2 separate regions of the Pan troglodytes genome follow, and region 1 is linked to region 2. The links are chromatin contacts, called in public Hi-C maps. All regions are on one chromosome and are shown on one strand. The core of a region is the stretch at or near the end of the contact, and the rest is flanking DNA. Distances in the headings are between cores, read along the strand shown. Region 1 overlaps LOC107967469 (a long non-coding RNA gene). Region 2 overlaps PTPRO (protein tyrosine phosphatase receptor type O).

Region 1 (6,824 bases), core at 651-3,150, 270 kb after region 2:
GTCAAAGCAATTGCATAGGCTATGTCATAGTGTAAAAGTATCAACTCAATTTTTCATTAAAAGTAATGTTCCTTGGACCAAAAATCTTGACTCTCTTTCAGCCAACATCAAACCCATCAGCATCTTTTGTCAGCTTTTCTCTCAAAACATACCTAGAATCTGACCACCTCTTAACACCTCCACTGCTACCACCCTGGTCTGGATTTCTATCCTCTCTCCTCAGGAATATTAATATCCTCCTAATCTGGGTTCCTATGTTAAAGTCAGATCACTTCACTCTTTTGTTCAAAATTCTCTAGTTGGCTTCTCATGTTGTTACCAGAAAAGGGTCCCAATCCAGACCCGCAGAGAGAGTTCTTGGATCTCTAGCAAGAAAGAATTCAGGGCGAGTCCATAAAGTGAAAGCAAATCTATTAAGAAAGTAAGGGAATAAAAAATGTCTACTCCATAGGAAGAACAGCCCCGAGGGCTGCTGGTTGCCCATTTTTATGGTCATTTCTTGATTATATGCTAAACAAGGGGTGGATTATTCATGAGTTTTCTGCGAAAGGGGAGGGCAATTCCCAGATCCCACAACTGAGGGTTCCTCCCCTTTTTAGACCATATAGGGTAACTTCCTGATGTTGCCATGGCATTTGTAAACTGTCATGGTGCTGGTAGGAGAGGCTTTTAGTATGCTAATGCATTATAATTAGTGTATAATGAGCAATGATGGGGACCAGAGGTCACTTTGTCGCCATCTTGATTTTGGTGGGTTTTAGCTGGCTTCTTTTCTCCAAACTGCTTTTATCAGCAAGGTCCTTGTGACCTGTATCTTGTGCTGACCTCTTATTGCATCCTGTGACTAAGAATGCCTTAACCTCCTGGGAATGCAGCCCAGTAGGTCTCAGCCCTATTTTACCTAGCCCCTATTCAAGACGGAGTAGCTCTGGTGAGAGTGCCTCTGACAATCTCACTTTAAGTAAAAGCCAAAGTCCTTACCACACCCACGAAGACCTATATGATCTAGTCCCCTTTGCCTTTCTCATTTCGTCTCCTACCAGTCTCCAGGTCGATTATGGCACTCAAACCTTGCTGGACTCTTTGCTCTTATCTTCCCCTGAAATGTTCTTCATGCAAATATCCACATGGCTTCCTTCTTTATTTCCTTCAGGACTTTGCTAAAATGTGACATTATCAACAGTACTTCCTATAGCCTGTTATTTTTCTCTGCAGCTTTCATCACCGTGTGCCACACCATATATATTATTTGATTATTTATTTACTGTCTGTCTGCCTTCTCTAAAATGTAAACTCCATGGAAGTGGAAATTTTTTTTGTATGTTTTGTTCACTGCTTTATCTGCAGTCTCTAAAACATTACCTGAATACAGTAGCACTCAATAAATAATTTTTCAGTACAGTATAATTGCATATTTCTCTGATTCGTTCACTAGACTCCAAGTAAATACTGTGTCTTATTCCTCTGTGTCAGTGTTCCACAAATGTTCTTTTAATGAATTAATATGAAATGTTCTGAAAAGAAATCTGTAGTTTCATTTGTTACTTTGAAATTCATGTTATTCTCACACCAAGTAGCAATTAATGGCAGAGATGGTATTATTTTGATGTTTGTTAGTTTGCTTGAATAGATTAGGAAAATAATTAAAAAGAAAACCATTTGAATATTGACTTCCAATCTTATTTTCAAATTAAAATTGTGCTCTAAAACCTACAAAAAGACTGAAGCAGACATTGAATTGTCCAGATATCGAACCCATGTTTCTTAGCTTGATACAAACACTTAGGCTTCTTGTTCTTGTATTTAATTCTATTTTTTCCATTTCTATATACAGAGGATAAAGAGAAACATTCATCCTCATAGAATGGCATAGCATACAGAAGTGATGAGGGCTGTGCTCTAAGAGGATTAAGCACACAAAGAAGATAATTAACTTGCTGAGGTCTCACAGAAATGTGTGGAATAGCAAGAATAGCATTCAGAGTTTCTGTTATCTTAAGGAAGATCGATCAGTCAAATAGCTGCATGTTCATGATACAGAGTTTATTTGTAGCCCTAGGTATTAACTAACAGAAGTTAAGAAAAATGTTTAACCCTAAACAAACACACACAAAAAAATGTGAATAAAATTGGTTTGTTTTAAAATATAGGTTGACATCTAGTTTAAAGACCAAACCAGTGAATTTTCTGTTACTACCTTTAAAATCACTCACAATTGTAACAGAACTCCAAATATTAAAGTTTCACAATGGAAAAGGATGGGAATGCAGAGGTACTGATGTTTTTAGACACAAATCCTTATAATCAATTTTATAGCCACTTATCAGACACTTTTGCTGGGTTGGGAAATTATGAATGATTTCAACTTTTCTTCCTTGAGCTTTTAGAGTACTGCAAAAAATTTAATAAGAGAATGTATTTTGTAATCAGAAAAAAATTATGAAAAATTACTACATGCTTATATAGTCTTCTCTAATGTGTAGTAATCACCCTGGAATGTAATGTTCAGGCCTAAAATTTAGACATTAGAAATGCACCTCACGTGTTCAAAAGCAAAAGCCTTGGCTGATCCAGCAGAAAAACAGCTCTGAGTGTACCAAATTTACCAATTCCCTGAGTACTGTTTATTATAAATTGGAAATGTAATGCCAGGCAGATGTGTCATCACCCAACAAAAGTGAAACTTAAAGAAGAATCATGTTTGACAAGCAATCAGACTTTGGAAAGAAAGGAATAGAGAAAAAGAAAACAACTCTGGAGAGAATTTGAGATTTCTTTGATGCCTCTAATACGCTAAATAAAAACAGTGGTGCAAAATGGCCATTTAAGAAAAATATTGCTGGAAGAGCCATTATCCTCTAAACTCTTAGGAATATTCATTAATATTCCTGAATACATTATTGCAGGCAAGATTTTAGAATCATTTAGAATATGTGCCACCAGGACATTCCCCACAGGAATATCCCTCTCCTACCAGGCTCTGAGCTTGGGAAGCTTGGTTTAATTTGACTCCCTTCCCCCACTATGAATGCCAATTCTTAGGTCTCTGCCAATGTGGAGTTAGTTGGCATACATGGAAGGAGGATGGCAGTTTGCTTTTCCTTCAACAACACCAGACTGAATAATTCCTGTGGGATAGAATTGCTTGAGATGATACTAATAAACATGAGGTGTTTATAAGAAAATTGATTTAAATTTTAAATAATTAAAACTCATAATTTTCCTAATGTGTATTAAAATATGCTCTAAATATAAATAATATATTTTAATTTGCTAGTTGAAAATTAAAAATATTTATGTAAATTATGCACAATCCCTGAAAGGGTGCTTCAGCAAGTTGTAAATGGAACAATACATGGGAAGAGATTGCCATCTGGTGGCTGAAGGAAAAGTGCATTTTTGTGTAGGACAGGTATAAAAAACTTGTTTAAGCAAATAAATGTTAGTATGTTAGTATTCCCTACTAACTTTTTTTTTTTTTTTTTGTATCTTAGAGGCAGGATTTCGTTCTGTCACCCATGCTGGAATACAGTGGAGCGAGCACATCTCACTGCAGCCTCGACTTCCCGGGCCAAGTTGTCTTTCTTTCCACCTCGGCCTCCCATCTCAGCCTCCCAACTAGCTAAGACTACAGGTGAGTGCCACAACGCCCGGCTATTTTTTTTTAATTTCTATGGAGACTGGATCTCACTGTTGCCTGGGCTGATATCGAACTCCTGGCCTGAGGCCATCCTCCTGCCTAAGCCCACTATCCTATTTTATTAACCAAACACTTCTATCTTAATTCAAGTATCAAATAAGATATAGAGGTACATGTGGTAGTTTTTTAAATATGTAAATGATTTTTCTCAATGTTACATATTCTTTCTTTTTAGAAGTGTAATATATAACATTGTGGAAAATATACATTTTTATATATCATATATTTCTAAACTACAGAAAAGTATAGAGAAGGAAACAAAATCTATAACTCCACCACCTAGAGACAATCAAAATGAACATTTTTTTTTTTTGAGATGGAGTCTCGCTGTGTCACCCAAGCTGGAGTGCAGTGGCACGATCTTGACTCACTGCAACCTCCGCCTCCCGGGTTCAAGCGATTCTCCTGCTTCAGCCTCCCAAGTAGCTTGGACTACAGGTGTGCACCACCACGCCCAGCTAATTTTTGTATTTTTAGTAGAGACAGGGTTTTACCGTGTTAGCCAGTTAGTCGATCTCTTGACCTTGGCCTCCCAAAGTGCTGGGATTACAGGCATGAGCCACCGTGCCCGGCCCCACAATGAACATTTTAATAAATTTCCTGCAACTTTTTTTCTATGTATTCACATTCTTTTCATATAATTGATATCATAAGAAGTATTTAGTTTTGAACAGTGCTTTAAAAACATTAACAGTACATTATGTTTTTTTTTTAAACTATGTTTCAAGTTTGCTGTCATTTGAGAGAGGTTCTTTTCCTGGGAGAGAATAAAATATGCATATGTATGAATAGGTGACAGTATCCTTTGTTCAGGAAATTGCAAGTAGCTCAATGCTGTTGGAAAATGAAGTTGGAAACTTCCAGTTCAGTGAGAGTGGCTGGGAGGAGAATTAACAGGCGTTGGAGAGGTATGTGGAACACTGACCAAGAAGAACCATGGGCTTGTCATTTATCTACATTGTATGTTTATATGGATAATTATTGAGGAATTCTGGGTAATGAACCAAGGTTACTGGATTTGCACACCACAAAAAAATAATAAAATAATTTGACACTAATGGGGAGGATAGACTAAAATAATAGTTGTCAAAGCTGGCTGCACTTTAGAACTGCCCAAGGAGCTTTAAAAGTGCTAATCCCTAGACCTCAGTCCAAACTAATTAAATCAGGGTCCTTGGAAATGAGATAGTTTAAAAGTTTCTCAGATGATACTATTATGCTGCTAGGGTTGAGATTCACTAAAGGGAGATGAAACTAGAGACAGAAATACCATTTAGAAGGGTGTTGCTTTAGACTATGTGAAAAATGATGTGTGCTTAAATTGGGTTAGTGACTGTGAACGTGTACAAGTTAAGTGGCAGAACTGACACAAGTTGCTAATTAATTGAGCACAAGGTATGAAAAAATAAAAGATTCAAGGATTATTCTCTAATAGTGCCTTGGTAAATGGCGGCGTTGACAGGAAAGACAGCTGATTAGCTAAGTGTTTAGGAGGCAAGGAACGTGTGTTCATTAAGAAGCTACCATTTTCCTTTAGATGCATCATCAATGGCACAAACACTTTTAGACATATTTTCTGTTGCCCTGTTTTAAATCCTTGTGCCAGATATTGTCTCTTAGCTCCACCTTACTCTCTTTGTGATGGTGTGGTGAGAACTCTACCAAAATTCATTTTTGCTTCCCCAGGCTGTTCTGTGGTAGGGTCTTCCAGCAGGGGGCTCGAGAGGAGGACTGCAAAGCGGGAGAGGAAGGAGGGACTGCTTTTTCCTGTTTGCTGCTTTATGGCTTCCTCTCTGCTTGTGGTTCTATTCAAAACTATTCCTGCTGCAGTTTTGTTGTTGTTGTTGTTGTTTGTTTTTTGGGTTTTTTTTTGTCTTTTTTTTTTTTTTTTTTACTCCTGTAGCATTTTTTTCTGTAGCAGCAGCAGAATCCAGGTTGCACTTTTTCACCACTTGCAGAACCAGCCTCAGGACCACCACCAGCCACCCCAACTGCCACCACTGACACCAGTATCAACTAGCTGGTGTCTGCTCCTGGGAGGCTGGGGTTTCAGGACCACAGTGCCCTTTTCTGTTTCAAGTTTTTCTCCTTGCTCTCTTTGATCCCTCAGGCTTGAGTGTGATACTTGCTTCCTGAAGTTGCTTTTTCCATGATTTGTTAGAGTTCTCTTTTTACCATTTCATAGTTAACACCTTCATAGCTATATAACTATTGTTTATATTAAGCTGTTTCTATTCAAATAACTGGTATATTTTCTGTCTCCTGATTAGACCCTGGAGGGCCACTATGAATAAAACGTGCCCTCTCAGCACTAATTTGGCCTGGCAGCCTTTCTAAGGACCACCACTCCATGTTTCCAGACTAAATAAACATTGAACTATAGTGGCAATTTAAGCAGTTATTTTTATAGAAAAGTTAAGTAACCATTCCCAGTGATTGCAAAATATAAGAACCCAGGAGTTGTGACGACTTAGTATCTCATTCTTTTTCTTATACCACACAAGAGAGAGAAGAAGCACAGAAAGTCCTCGGATTTAGGCCTTCATATAGTTGTCCCTTGTTTCTGAACTCTATCTGTTCAAATCCTGACCTTCCTCCTGCAGATCCTACGCGATCCTTCACCATCTAGGGTCCCCACGTATTTTCTTCAGTTTTCCTTGGTCTGCATATTGCCAGAGAAACACAGGAGTTTGGCAAGGGAATACTGTGGGTTCTGGTGTTGTAAGTGGGGTAAAGGTAGTGAGGGCTCTGACTCCAGATTGGTCTCTTAATCAGTGAAGGCTGCTGCCATTTTCTACCTGATTTATCTAAGGAAAAGGGCAACTCACCATCATGAGTCTTAATTTTCTTCCCAAGACAACACAATCTAGCATCATATGAGGGGGTTATAATTTTCCTATTAATGTGGCTTTGACCCCATTCCTTAGAAAATAATAATGCTGGAATTCCTGAAAACGAATCTTCTGGCTTTTTCCTGAACATGTCCATATGACTGGAACCATCAGTTTAGTTTGAAATTACTCTGTGTGAATCATTTGAGAAAATGTTGCCAGCCTCAAATGGATTAATTCTGATAATGTACTATTTCCTCTCAGAAAAGTGTGGGTGATCGTGGTGGAAGATG
Region 2 (6,910 bases), core at 1,138-3,637:
GCTCTTCAACTCTGGGGTCAAACTCACAGATTCCTTTCATGGAAGATAGTAAGTGCAGTTCTGGATATGACTTTACAGGTGCTCACCCAATGGCAGATCATTTTATCTGAGAAATCCTGGGAGGGAAGAGTTGTCTAGTAGAAAAAGCAACCTTAAACTCAAAGTTTATAGAGCGGGATTTTTCTAGCAAACTTTCCATATAAATTTGCTTGAACTTTCTCTTTTCCCATCATTTCACAGTGATTCAAAGCTGAGCCATTTGACTCTTTATTGAGGATTGGAGGGAAAAAAGGGCTGACTTCAACACATAGAACTAGGGACTGTGATGGGCAGTTGGTCAGCGCATGTCAGTCCACTTCCACCTGTGCCCTGAGCATTGGGATTGGGGGACTGGCTGAGACTGGGTCCAAATTTTTCATTTGATTTTAAGGCAACTATCTCAAAGGTCCGTGTGAGATGGAAGCAGGCCCAGGAGCCACTAAAATGGCAGGCGTGCTGTAAGGCAGTCTGGGGTGGTGAACTGAACTTAGGGTTGAAGATACACAAATCTCTGTGGTCCCAGACCTAGAGTTAGGGTATGGACATCTCAACTGGAGTTTTGAGCTGATCTGAGGGCTTAACTCTGATGCTGTTCAAAAGACAGGGTATTGTTTATGTGTATCAGCTCTCTGAATTCAGAAATCAGTTCCCGAGAGTACTCAACATGGAATCCCTACTTTTCTGCAGAAGCAGAGACCCCGATAAAGGGTGTGGCCAATGCAGTGCAAATGTCTCTCAGGAAGGTAGCCATGATAGTCAGAAATGTGACATTAGAAGGAACACCAACCACAACTCCATACTTAAAAATCAGTTAAGTGGAAAATATTGTCAGGAGCTTAGTCTGCGTTTTTCCACAAGGGTACTATTTGTAGTTTTTTAGAAATCATCAGTTTTATTTCAACAGTAAAGTAGCACCATCTGGGCTGGCCGAGGTGGCTCACGCCTCTAATCCCAGCACTTCAGGAGGCCGAGGTGGGAAGATCACCTGAGGTCAGAAGTTCAAGACCAGCCTGGCCAACATGGCAAAACTCCATCTCTACTAAAAATACAAAAATTAGCCAGGAATGGTGGCACATACCTGTAATCCCAGCTACTCAGGAGGGTGAGGCAGGAGAATCACTTGAAGCCAAGAGGCAGAGGTTGCAGTGAGCCGAGATCATGCCATTGCACTCCAGCCTGGGCAACAGAGCAAGACTCCATCTCAAAAAAAAAAAAAAAAAAAGAGGGGAAAAAAAAAAAAGAAGCACCATCTGAATAATATGCCATCGGAACATTCTTTTGCAGTGCTGGTGTGGGACGGACGGGAACATTCATTGCCCTGGACAGGCTCTTGCAGCACATTCGGGATCATGAGTTTGTTGACATCTTAGGGCTGGTGTCAGAAATGAGGTCATACCGGATGTCTATGGTACAGACAGAGGTAGGAACATAATCTATATGTATTTTTAAATTTTCCCTGGACTGAAAAACTTACCATTATTCAATGATATGCTTCAAAACAATTCTCTCAAACTTCTTTGTATCTTTCTTTCCCATTTTCTTATTGTATATGTTCAAACTGCTTTGAGGCATAAAAGAAATAGACACTAGCCTCCAGAAATCCATTCGACGTATAATGATTATACTTTTATTGGCATCATAATTCAGAGTGCATGGGTAGATTCGTAAGAGTAAAACCTCTTTGAACAGACTCAGAGTCAATTGCAGATAACAGCCATCCTGGGTAAATGCCACCAAATAGAGACTGTTGAACTGGTGCAATTTGATTTATATTTGAAATGTTGGATTTGATTCAATACATTTGTCATTAGTTTATCCTCCGTGTGACTCTATCCCAATTCACTTTTGATGATGATTAGAAGTTGGATTTGAGCTTTCTGTCCCTTTTATGATTTTAAAGATTCCCAGTCCCCAACCTACCAGCATTGCCAGTTCCCTTCATCTCAATGATGAAGATTTATTATTTTAACAACATGGAAGCATCCCCTGAAATATCCAACAGTGTTACGTGCTCCGTCTTCCTCCTCTTCTCCCGAGTCCTCCCTCCCTGAAAGCCTGAGGATGCACTTAGTCTGGAGCAACAACCCAAGGCAACGCCGGCAGACAGCACCGCCTGCCTCAGAGCAGCCGTGGGTGTGTACCCTTGTGGGCGCAAAAACCCAAGTACAACAGATTGTTCATAAGCCTCATCACCCAGCCATACTCGCGACTTCTTAGCTTCAGTCTTACAATAATCCTTTTTCTCAAAGAGTGTGTGTGGGTGGAACGCTTGGGTAGAACACAACCTGGCCCGACCTGTAATCAGGGTATTTTTAAAATGCTTTGGTCTTCCTCATGCTTTTCCTACCCAGCACCACTAGATGTCAGTATCACTTCAAAAGCCTAGAGTAATGGCGGCCGTCTCAGCTGTTTCTGCTTTCCCACTCCTTTTACTTTTCTTTCCTCCTACCTCCCCATTCTTGTCTGACCAATTTTTGGCAAGGCTGTTTCAATACATTCATTTCTGAACTACAGCAGGATCATACCACTTGGGAAAGAGTTATCCTCGTTAATATTCAGACCTCTCATTGATAATTAGGAAGCAAGTCCAATTGGTTTCCTCACTTGGTTTCAATCATGCTGCCTAGTAATTTAGTGTGGTGGGGACATCAATATCACTTTTTAATCATAAGTTTAAAATGTCTGGTTTCCCAGAGGAGTCCACTGTCTGGTGAGTAAACAGTGCTTTATTAATCAGTCCATATTTTTGGCTTTTACTTCCATAAATTTGCACCTTGATATGTGATTAAAACTCCGCGTTTTGTATATGAATCACCAAGCTTCAAAGAGCCACACCTTATTTTAAGTATTTTGCATTTAATGAATTGTCTCCTCAATTTACTTAATTCATACCTTTTAAAACTTCATAGATTTTGGGGCCGGGCGTAGTGGCTCACAGCTGTAATCCCAGCACTTTAGGAGGCTGAGGCGTGCGGATCACCTGAGGTCAGAAGTTGGAGACCAGCCTGGCCAACATGGTGAAACCCCGTTTCTACTAAAAATATTAAAAAATGAGCCTGGCCTGGTGGTGGGCACCTGTAATCCCAGCTACTCGGGAGGCTGAGGCAAGAGAGTTGCTTGAACCCAGGAGACGGAGGTTGCAATGAGCTGACATGGTGCCACTGCACTCCAGCCTGGGCGACAGAGCGAGACTCCATGTCAAAAAAACAAAAAAAACTTAGTAGATTTTAATTATGGCCTGTTTGCTTTTGACTTTTCTCCAACTACAGATTCTTAATCTCTTTCACATGACACATCCTCCATCCCATTTTTAGGGTCATTATCTTTCTTTGGGTGGTTATCAAGCAGCCACCATGTCGCTTTCTGCAAAGCCAAGAAAACGTTTTGTTTTCTCCCTAAATGTTTTACCCTAAATTTTGGTTGTTTTATTTGTTTATGCCAGCATTTTATGTTGATATCTCCTCGGACACAGCCTTTTTAAAGTACAGTATCCCCATCCTGGCCAACATAGTGAAACCCCGTCTCTACTAAAAATACAAAAAAATAGCCAGGTGTGGTGGCGGGCGCCTGTAGTCCCAGCTACTCGGGAGGCTGAGGCAGGAGAATCGCTGGAACCTGGGAGGCAGAGCTTGCAGTGAGCCAAGATCGTGCCACTGCACCCCAGTCTGGTGACAGAGCAAGACTCCGTCTCAAAAAAAAAAACCCATAAAATAATTAATTAAAATTAATTATGAAATAATTAAATAAAAAATAAAGTGCAGTATCCCTTCCCTGAACTCTCATGGGGAGTTCAAAGTCAGCAAAGGGGGCAGAGGTTCCCCGGGTTACTTACTTTTTCCGACTTTTCTAGCTTGACCCTTGATTCCCGCAGGACTTCCTGGTGGATGTTTTCCAGTTCCAGTTATTTATCTGTGTCTTTTTTTTTTAACTTATGTCTAGAACATCTTGTTCATTTACCTTTATTTTTTCCTTGTTCCTCTGCTCACCATGGTTCATCCCGTATTTTGAATACAGATTGATCTGCCTAAGATTCTCCTTAAGCCCATTCACATTCAAATTCTGCTGCCAGGTCACAAAAGTTAACAAGGAAAGAACAAAGTAAAAAAAGCTTATTCTTTTCACATGTATCATCCTAGAGTACTCCTTTGACACTAATGATTTTCAAGAGAATGAAATGGTTCTCCACTTGAGCTCTGTTTTTATGTATATAATCAACCCACATAGACCATATTTCCTCCCATCACTGGTATCTAATTTTCCAGCCTTCTCTACATTGCCTTGACTCCACCATTCCACCTCACCCAAAAAATTGCAGAAGTAGCTGATAGGATGAGCCATGTCTCCAGGTGCAACATGCTGCCTGGACTGCACTGTGACCTGCCCTCTTCCTCTTCCTCACCTGACCAGACACACTTCATAGACTTCTTCACACAAGTAGAGGCGTATTTAGAAAGAATGCCAGACCCTGGGGGGAGCCTGAATCTCCACTTTACTGCTGCACAAGTCATGTCACCTCTCAAGGCTCCCATTTCTCTTCTGTAAAATATGAATGATAACTTTCACTAATTTTTGTAAAGCAGACATGATGGGAAATAATATAACCTAGATAAGTGATTTGAAACTGTGAAGTGCTACTTATGAATGATGTTCTCCTCTCTTCTATTTTTATCGAATATTTTGTTTGGTTTTCCTCTAATATCCTTCCCTGGAGGTCAGTTGGGGCTTTGCTTTGAGCAGCCCATCCTCCTGATCTGCAGTTTGAATTTCGGGACTTTCAAGGACAAGTCCCTCCATAAATAGTCTTTATTTACTTTTCTTGTGGTCTTGTTATTTGGTTGTTTTTTGTTTTGATACAAAATGTAGCCACTAAGCAGATGCAGATTGAATGTCCAGGCAATCTCTGGTCTTATCTATTCCCTGTGTTGACATAACACCAGAAACAATGGATTAGGTGTCCATGTGTGATGACCACAAGGGGTAGCTCAGCCACTGATAGGATACCATCACCACAAAAGGGAATATATTTTCTCCAAACCGTGTTGAAAAATACAGGTTAGGCTGAGGCATCAATCCAGTGATGTTTGAAATATTAATTTTGTTTTTTGTATGAAGTTGTTACACAGGAAGCTTCTTAAAATCCTATGAATATTTTGACCGGATCTCATTTAAATGTTATTTCTAGTGGTATTACTTATAGAGAAACTCTGGGAAACAAAGAAAAAGGAGGAACACTGTGAAATTACCCTTACTTCTTGGCAGAAAGATATATTTTGGTGATTTCATTTTGGCTTTCATTCAAGTATAACTTTTACATGATTGTGCTCATATTATATGTATGTATATATGTGTGTTACTTTACATTCTATTTACATTGTAGTTTCTCATTTAGGATTTTACTATGTAGCCTGTATAGTTTCAAAAATTACCTGCAACTCTATAAATCTCATTTTAAGGACAGACTAATGTTTCATTAAAGATACACTATTGCATACTTAAACCAATCTCCTTTTTATAGAACATTAAATTGGATTGTTTTCCACTTTTTACTATTATCTGTGTCCACACCATTTATTAGCACTTTATTAATTCTACCTCCACAAACAATAGGTAAAATGGACTGCCTCAACAAACTTGTCATCATTAAATATTATTCTTTTCCTTCTAGCTTTGTCCACTACATAGATAGAAAATAATTATTTCAATGTACTTTGTATTACTTGACTATTTTTGGCATATTTTAATATTTCCTCAGTTTACTTCAAAAATCATTTAATAAACACAGCTAAGTGCTAAGCATTAGGAATAAAAAGACATCGTTTCTAACTTCCAGGGAATATTTGGCCTAGTGGTTGATGTCCTTTACTTATTTGTCTATTTGTATATGTTACTGATTTGAATGACTTTATCACAAAAATAAAGGCATCAATATTCTGTCATAATTCTAGAAAATATTTTTCTTTCCCAGTTTGTGGTTTACCCTGTGTTTTATTCTTTTTAACTTTTTAAAATATACAGTAGATTGAGATTTTTATTTGTAATGTATTCTACTGCTCTTAATTTTAGAAATTCCTTTCCTAAAGGAATCAGAGAGAAATTAACCAATATTTTCCTCTGTATTTTTAAAGACAATTTATTAAATTACCTGGGATTTGCTTTGGTGTATGATAATGGGATATCCTTTTTTTTTTCAAAATAGCCCCATGATTTGATTGAATATTCATTTCCTTTAGCATTAATAATGATTTAATGTACAGCATGGTGAACATAGTTCATAATACCGTATTGTATACTTGAAATTTGCTAGGAAAGTAGATCTTAAGTGTTCTCACCACACACACACACACACACACACAAATATATATACATACATATATATGTATATATACACACACATATATAAACATATATATAATCTGGGGTGATGAATGTGTTAACTAGCTTGATTGTGGTAATCATTTCATAACATATATGTATATCAAGTCATCACATTGTACACCTTAAATATATACAATTTTTATTATACTGCAATAAAGTTAGGGGAAAAAAATTCCACTGTTTTTTAAAAAAGCCATGATGTTCTAAGCTCTGTTATTAATCAAAATACTTGTACAGTTGATTCTCTTGGATTTTCTAGTTATAAAACTGTGTCTCTGTAAATAATGAAAATGGTTTCCTTTAACACCAGATCTTGATCATTAAAACTGTCATAGTATAAAATATTATATCTTTGCACATGTCTGCTCTGAAACCTGTTTTTGTCTTTTGTTCCAGGAGCAGTACATTTTTATCCATCAGTGTGTGCAACTGATGTGGATGAAGAAGAAGCAGCAGTTCTGCATCAGTGATGTCATATACGAGAATGTTAGCAAGT

Evidence for each region. Hi-C and Micro-C count contacts between places; a contact is called where the count stands out from the background.
Region 1: a Hi-C map of stem cell-derived neural progenitor cells shows a contact between it and region 2, with 11 times the contacts expected there. The contact joins two enhancer-like sites. A contact is called at or near these places in 6 of 7 Hi-C or Micro-C datasets (blood, induced pluripotent stem cells, a lymphoblastoid cell line and 2 more) and 1 of 1 other capture datasets (stem cell-derived neural stem cells).

What each region holds. Positions count from the first base shown.
Region 1 is chr10:22,988,156-22,994,979 of NHGRI_mPanTro3-v2.0_pri, forward strand. All of the region lies in intron 2 of LOC107967469 (a long non-coding RNA gene), which reads right to left. Among named protein-coding and RNA genes, the nearest start is that of STRAP, 26 kb to the right of the region's middle. Within about 2 kb of position 1,901, at least 3 of the 24 cell types and tissues checked have an H3K27ac peak or open chromatin away from gene starts, as enhancers often do. A contact at or near this core is called in stem cell-derived neural progenitor cells, where this site is marked.
Region 2 is chr10:22,719,319-22,726,228 of NHGRI_mPanTro3-v2.0_pri, forward strand. It overlaps PTPRO (protein tyrosine phosphatase receptor type O), which reads left to right. Exons shown (of 27, transcript XM_016923013.4): 25 at 1,324-1,459; 26 at 6,811-6,910. Among named protein-coding and RNA genes, the nearest start is that of EPS8, 200 kb to the right of the region's middle. Within about 2 kb of position 2,388, at least 7 of the 24 cell types and tissues checked have an H3K27ac peak or open chromatin away from gene starts, as enhancers often do. A contact at or near this core is called in stem cell-derived neural progenitor cells, where this site is marked.